2 separate regions of the Mus musculus genome follow, and region 2 is linked to region 1. The links are chromatin contacts, called in public HiChIP or PLAC-seq maps. All regions are on one chromosome and are shown on one strand. The core of a region is the stretch at or near the end of the contact, and the rest is flanking DNA. Distances in the headings are between cores, read along the strand shown. Region 1 overlaps Smad6 (SMAD family member 6). Region 2 holds the start of 1110036E04Rik (RIKEN cDNA 1110036E04 gene).

Region 1 (3,427 bases), core at 506-3,005:
CTGTAGCTGAGGCTGGCTTTGAACTCACATCCTCTTGCTTCAACTTCCCAAGAGCTGTTTTTACCAGAGCGAACACCAAGCCCAAAAGAGAATGAGGTTTAGGTGTCCTTCCTGAGTTTATTCCAGTCTCTAGTAGGGAAAGAAGTCATGGCTTCCAGCAATGTCAAAGGTCAAAGAGCAGAGGTCAACAGGCAGGCACTGTGCCATCCACTCTCACTCTAGTCCAGTCCTGAGTCGTGTGGCCGTCATCCTTAGATGAATCAAAAGCTCTGGACAGAGTCCTGACTTCCCACAGTTTTTTGCTCTGGAGAGGCCATGCCAGCATGCACGCTATCCTGCTAGTTAAAGCCCCCATGGCCTTCTGCCTGCACCCTGAGGCAGGAGGATCTACCCTCTACCACACAGTGAGATTGTACCATCAAAAGGCAGCCTGGGTAGTACAGACAATTATGGAAAAATAAAAATACTCCAGGGGCTAGTGAAATGGTTCAGAGGTCAAGGGTATTTGTTTCTCTTGCAGAGGACTAGGGTTCAATTCGCAACATCCCATGGTGGCTCACAACCATCTGTAACTCTAATTCCAGAGGACCATATGCCCTCTTCTGACCTCTGTGAGCACCAGGCGTGCACATGGTACACACACAGGCAGGAAATCACTCATACAAATAAAATTTAATAGTCTAAAAAAAGAAAAACACACCACGCACAGCTGCCAAGCTGGTAACTCAGTGGGTAAGAGCACGTGCCACTGAGCCTGACACCCTGAGTTCCACACCGGAGAAGGAGAGAGTTGACGGCCACAAGTTATCTTCTGATTTCCACCTACATGCCATGGCATGTATATGCACACAAAAATAAATAAATGTAACCTAAAGGCGATCTAAACAGACCAAAGCTTACCAATGATAACCACTTTAGATTTTTAGTCCTGTGGCAGTAGGTATATTAGAAATTGTACAGCTAGCAGCACTGTCTGGGTCCAGATCCCCCTGCCCTGTTAGTAAGTAGTCATACTCCACTTGGCAGGTTTGGAGTTAAAAATTGGGGGGCTGGGAGACAGTCCATCAGCAAAGCACTCGATGTGTCCAAGAGGGAAGATCTAAGGACCCATGTAAAGAGCCCAAGACAGAGGCACACACTTGCATTCCCAGTAATAAGGTGGGACACACAGGCAAGCAGAGACAGGAGGGCACAGGGGGATTCACGGAGCTCTCTAGCCAGCTAGCCTAACTTCCTTGGCAAAGTTCCAGGCCAACCTTACCTAAAACAAAAAGTCGAACCCTGAGGGGTTATCCTCTGACCTCCCCCCCACACATATATGTGCACTCACGGTCCTCTTCCCACATGCAAATACACACATGTGAACACACACACACACACACACACACACACACACAATTGGTTTTGAGTCACAGCTCCTTCAAGTGTTTCCCGGAGTGACTGGTAGGTGAGTGAACCCTTTCTGGGTTTCCGGATCTTCACCTCCAACACTCAGAGGTTCCAACGCAAGTCAGGACTAATAATGGGCTGTCAGTAAATGCTTAGAGCCCATTCTGGCTCTCTCCGAAGGCCTAGCTAGGGCCCTCTCCAGACCTCTTCTCCCTCTCCAAATCCTGTCTGTCAGGTTCCTGGGACTTCTGTGGTAACAAAGAAAGAGACAATTGCCTCCTTCCAGAGGTGGAGCAACGGAGGCCAGTACTAACAGGTTCCAGTGTTTTCCCCAGCCCTGTCCAGAGCCCCATTCCAAACCAAAGAGTTACAAAGGCCTTTAAACCCCACACTCATCACCTCAGGGTGAGGTCAGCCAAAAGCTGCTCTTCCAAGCCCCGGGCTTTGAGATTTTGAAAACAGTCAAACATGAACTGGCCACCTCTGAGTGTCGGCAATCCTGGAAGGGCCCTGAGCCTCCTGGCTGCCAGCACCTATGGCTGCCTCTGGCCTTAGAGCTTCCTTCTGGCCCCACATAGTCCAAAGCTCCTCCCATCAGCCACTCTGCAACCCCAGGCTAAGACTCTGCCAGTTTCTGATCCATGAGAAAAGGAGGAAAATCCCCCCAAAAGGCCTTAGCCATCCTCTAAACCAAATCTGTACCTCAGCAGGCACAGATACTTGCTGCCTCCAAGCCTGACAGCCTGAATTCCATCCCTAGGACCCACATGGTAGAAAGAACAGACTCCCCACACGTTGTCCTCTGACCTCCACACATGCACTGTGGCATGTGCATCCCCACAGGTACACACAAAATAAATACCATTTTTAAATTATATTTCTTCACCTGCAACACGGGATACCTTCTAATGACTAATGGTATTCATCTAAAAATGATTGTGGGGTTTGGTTTTTTTGGTGGGGAGGGGGTGTTGGTAGGCTTTGTTAGGAGACGGGGTCTCATGTAGCCGAGCTGCCTTTGACTTTGCTACATACAGACAGTGATCTCGAACTTCTGATTCCCCTGCCTCCACCACCTAGTTTTGGAATTATATATGTGAACTAACACATCTAGCTTATGCAGTGCTAGGGACTGAATACTGGGCTCTGTGTCTACCAGGCAAGCACTCTACCCACCAGGGGGCATCTCTGGAAAGTATAAAGTATCACTTTACGATAACTCTAGGGTGGCCGTGGCACACACCATTAACCCCAGCACTCAGAAGGCAGAGGTAGGCAAACCTCTAAGTTCGAGGCCAGTCTACTCTACAGAGTAAGTTCCAGGACAGGCAGGGCATCGCAGACAAACATGTCTCAAAAAAGAAAGGAAAGAAGGGAGAGAGGGAAAGGTGAAAGGGGAGGGACAGAATATGGAAGCCCTGTGCACACACTTAGCTGGGACACTGGTGGAAGACGTGGGGAAAGAAGAGTATTCATTAGCTAAGGAGTCAAACGACAGGTCTTCCATATTGATCTTCAGAGTCCAGGCAATCCCAATCCACACCCCCACTGGCCTTCCTGTGGCAGTCAGCAGGCTGATCTAAAACACACAGGCAAATGGGGATAACCTGTGGAAGTCAAAACTACCAGAACAAGGTCGAATAACTCACAATACCTGGTTTCCAAGTTCATCATGAAACACACACAGTGATCAATGCTCGGACATACTGGAACGAGAAAAGATACACACCGAAACATGTAGAAGAGCCCAGAAGGAGAACCTCACATGGGTCATAATCATGAACGTTTTTAAAAGGCAGGGTCTCATGTAGCCCAGGCTAGCCATGAACTCACTATGTAGTCAAAGATGGTTTTGAACTCCTTCCATCTTTACCTCCTCAGTGCTAGGACTCACAGCCCTGTGCCACCACAGCTGGTGGATACAGCACTGCAGGCTGTGTGGCTTCCTGGAGACTAGATAAACACTCTGCTGAGCCACATCTCCAGTCTCATCAATTAGCTTTTTTTTTTTAAGATTTATTTATTTTATGTATATAAG
Region 2 (3,744 bases), core at 842-3,341, 57 kb after region 1:
AGCAACTGGGGCCAAATATTCAAATAGATTCTACGGGGGCCATTCATATTCACAGCACCACAGTAACCAAGGACGATCTTATCTTGGCATTTCCGATGCTTTTTGCCTACTCCTCCTCAGTGCTCTGATTAGAGCTAAGGGCATCAGGCACGACGTGATGCTGGGGATTGAACCCAGTGAGGGCTTTACATATGCTGGGTAAGCATTGCACCAGCCAAGCTGTACCCTCTGCCCACACATATACATTTTAAAAATAAGTTGTGGGGTTGTGGGCCAGAGATACAGCTCTGTGGTAAGAGCGCTTGCTACTCTTCCAGAGTAACCAGGTTCAGTTCCTAGCACCTGTGGTGGGTATCTCACAATTATCTGTAACTCCAGCTCTAGGGGATCCAATGCCTTCATCCAACCTCCATGGGCACACTCACAAACATGCAGACACACAGAGAGACACAGATAAATATACAGGAAATAAGTAAATAACGGATCAGATGCAAACAGAGCACACAGTTGAGGATGTGAAGAGCAAGCATCTTTCTAAGCCCTGGGACCCTACTGGCACTTCACCTAACTAGAGGCTGAATCCCCTCAAAGATCCTCCCTTAGGGCAAGATGAGGGGCCTGGGCCCCACAGGAAGCACATGCTCTTTGCACCTTGAAACAAAGCTGCCTGGGGTCACTTAGTCTCTACTTGGCTACCCCCAAATAGCCAAGGTTACTACATGTCTCCCATGTCTCCATGTATCAAAGTCCCCGGCAAGGTCTTCTGCCACATCATCTGAACACTCCTGATCTAATCCGATCCCAGAAGCTAAGTAGAGCCGGGCCTGGCTAGCTTGGATGGGCCACGAAGTCCCTGGGAAGAGCCGCTCTTCCTGGGGAGCTCAGTAAGAGATGTGACCCGGGGAGAAAAGAGGCAGAGTAGACGCAGTGTGAACAGGAACCTGGGCAGCCAAGGAAGTAATGCTTCACAGAGTTTCTCTGCAGAAAGGCCCCATTGGTTGCCTCCATAGCCTTCCTCGGAGCCTTCACAGCTTACATACTGAGTGTTTAAGTGCTTACACACACACACACACACACACACACACACACACACTCACATTGAAATCCCAGTGGGACACTACAGTCTTGATGGTATCTCTCTTAAAGTGAGGAAGAAAAAAAAAAACAAAACAACAACAAAAAGAAAAATGGAGCTTAGAGGATCCCAAGCAGAGAGACTGACATATATAAAGAGCATGGAATGGTTAAGAAATTCCAGGGGACACCTTAGTCTTGGTGGCAGACACTAAACAGGAAGCGGCAGTGTAGGTCGGGCGTAAAAGTCCTGAGCATGAAAGCATGCATCTGGATTTTATGAGAGAGAAGGAGTTTTTGAAGCCGTTTACTGCAGGAGCCAGCTTGTGTTCTGCCTGATCTCTCACTTCCTGTGAGTGCTTAGGTAGGAGATGATACGGGTAGGAGGCAGAAATCCTGGCCTAGAAAGCCAGGACGCAAGGTTTGAGGGCCTGGTTGAAGCTAAGCAGACACTGTATACTGTATTTCTCTTAAATTGGATTATAGTCTCTCTCTTTTTATTCTGAATTAAGCTGTAATGGAATTTTTTTGTTTGTTTTATGTCTTTCCAAGGCTGAGTCTTTTTTTGTTTGTTTGTTGTTTTGTTTTGTTTTTTCTCTGTGTAGCCCTGGCTGTCCTGGAACTCACTCTGTAGACCATGTTGGCCTCAAACTCTGCCTCCCAAGTGCTGGGATTAAAGGCGTGCGCCACCAGTGCTCCGCCCCCAAAGCTGAGTCTTAAGGGAGTGCAGTCTGGCTTCAAACTACACAGCCAACGCTGGCCTTGAACTCACAGTTCTCCACCATACCCAGTGTGGGTAAAAATCAATAAAGCGTGTGAGGCCGGTGACTAAGCCACTACAAAAGAGCAAAGGTAAAAATAATGAGAGCTGTTAATGCAGCTTCACGTGCCCGTTGTACTGTTTTGTAGTATCCGGGGGATTTCCAAGTTCACCCTCAGTTACTCCTCCTAGCAACCCGAGGAGGTGGTGTCTTACTCCCAAACTTCAGGTGAGGGTATGACTACAAAGGAGTTGAGGATCTTCCCCATGACCAGCAGGAAGGGCAGCAGGACTCCAGGGACCTTGCTCTTCACGAGGTAGCAGGTGAGCACAGCCAAAGGCAGAGAAGGCCAGCTTGGACTGGAGTGGGCGTGGCCGGAGTAAAAGGGCCAAACCAAGCGGAGCCAAGACGAGCTTAGACTCAACGGCCCCCAGCTTGAAAAGGAAAGTATCTTCCGTAGAATTGTTCTGCCGGATACAAGCTCCGGGAAGTTTAACTATTTGGTGTTTGCTTCCAAACCAAACCAAACAAACAGAAAACCCCGCGGCGCTGTGGAAAGCGCGGAGGCCAGGTGATCACCCTATTTCCGGCGGGGGAGCCGGATTGGCCCTCCTATGCAGTGCCGGATGCCATGGCAACCAGACACAAGATGACTCTCCAGAACTGGCGCCACCTCCCCTGAGGCCTTGGCCTTGCTGTCCTCCAGGGTGATTGCCTAGTCAGGAGGGGAGAGGAGCAGCCACACCTCTGCCTGCCGGGACTCTGCTCTCTCTGCCTAGTAAAATTCCGGTGCTTCCTAAATCTCACGGGCCATCAAGAGTAGCAGCCCTGAGAAGTTGGGCGAAGGGAAAAAAAAAGCAAAAAACAAAATCCAAAATACGCTCAGGGGCTATCAAGGCACTTTGAATCAAAAACTTGGTGGCGACTCCAGCCGTGTGTAATCAGCAAGCCAGGGGCTTCTCTGTCGCATGCTCTAAATGGCAAGCCTGCTCCACACAGCGATTTCCCTGATTCTGGCCCAAAGTACAACCCTCCTCTTTCTTGAGCTCAGATGTTCTCAATGGGTCCTTATTGAAGCAGAATCAAGCCCCGAGCCTCTCCAACATCCAAGGCATTTCACAACGTTACCTTCTGGGAGACTCTGCCCGTGACTCATCCAGACAGTCACCAGCTTATCTTTCCTGAAACGCGTCCTGTTTCCAGGCTTGTGTTCTTGCTGTTTCATTTGCCTGGAATTTCCAGTCTTTCCTTCTGATTCCCTTTTGACCAAGATTTGAAGTTTCCCTTCCAGGAAATCTTCTTGGAATGCTTCCAGCTTCCTGGAAGTTCCAAGTCTATCCCCTCAGCCCAGGGATGAGCACTGATAGCCGTTGGATTTTGTTATAAGCAAAATTGTGGCATCACCAAGTTCATGTTGACTGACTGGCTGGCATCTAGTACTTCAGAACTGGGCTGTACTTGGAAGTAGGGGCTGTTTAGAAGTTGTTATGGAGGCTGGGGAGGTGGCTCAGTTAGTAGTGTTTGTCTTGCCTGTACCTTGAAACTGAATTTGATCCTCAGAATACATGTAGAAGCAGACATCATCATGGTGGTACACACATGAAACTCCTCCAGTGTCAGAGGCAGAGTCAGGGAGATCCCTGTGGCTCTGTGGCCAGCAGTCCGGACAGTCAGTGAGTTCTTAGCCAGTAAGAGACTCCTGCTTTGGAAAACAAGATGAACAGAGCCCAGGGAATGAAATCCAAGTTTGCCCTCTGGCTTTCACAGGTACACACATGTGCATCCCGAAAACACACACACACAGACAGACAGACACACACACACGGTCATTAAGACAAAATGAGGCCCTTATCATGGACTCCCATTCAAACTGAGTAGTGTCCTTGGACAGGAGGGAGTTTAGATAACC

What was found. HiChIP or PLAC-seq counts read pairs in DNA pulled down with a chosen protein or histone mark.
Region 2: an H3K27ac HiChIP or PLAC-seq map of embryonic stem cells shows a contact between it and region 1, with 11 read pairs. The contact joins the promoter of 1110036E04Rik here to the enhancer-like site in region 1. A contact is called at or near these places in 1 of 484 Hi-C or Micro-C datasets (liver) and 7 of 115 datasets of contacts at active chromatin or transcription factors (bone marrow-derived macrophages, double positive thymocytes, embryonic fibroblasts and 3 more).

The regions. Positions count from the first base shown.
Region 1 is chr9:63,991,211-63,994,637 of GRCm38.p6, forward strand. The region is part of intron 3 of Smad6 (SMAD family member 6); the gene reads right to left. Among named protein-coding and RNA genes, the nearest start is that of Smad6, 29 kb to the right of the region's middle. Within about 2 kb of position 1,756, at least 19 of the 459 cell types and tissues checked have an H3K27ac peak or open chromatin away from gene starts, as enhancers often do. A contact at or near this core is called in embryonic stem cells and liver, where this site is marked.
Region 2 is chr9:64,047,738-64,051,481 of GRCm38.p6, forward strand. It overlaps 1110036E04Rik (RIKEN cDNA 1110036E04 gene), which reads left to right and starts at 2,092. Exons shown (of 3, transcript NR_040713.1): 1 at 2,092-2,158.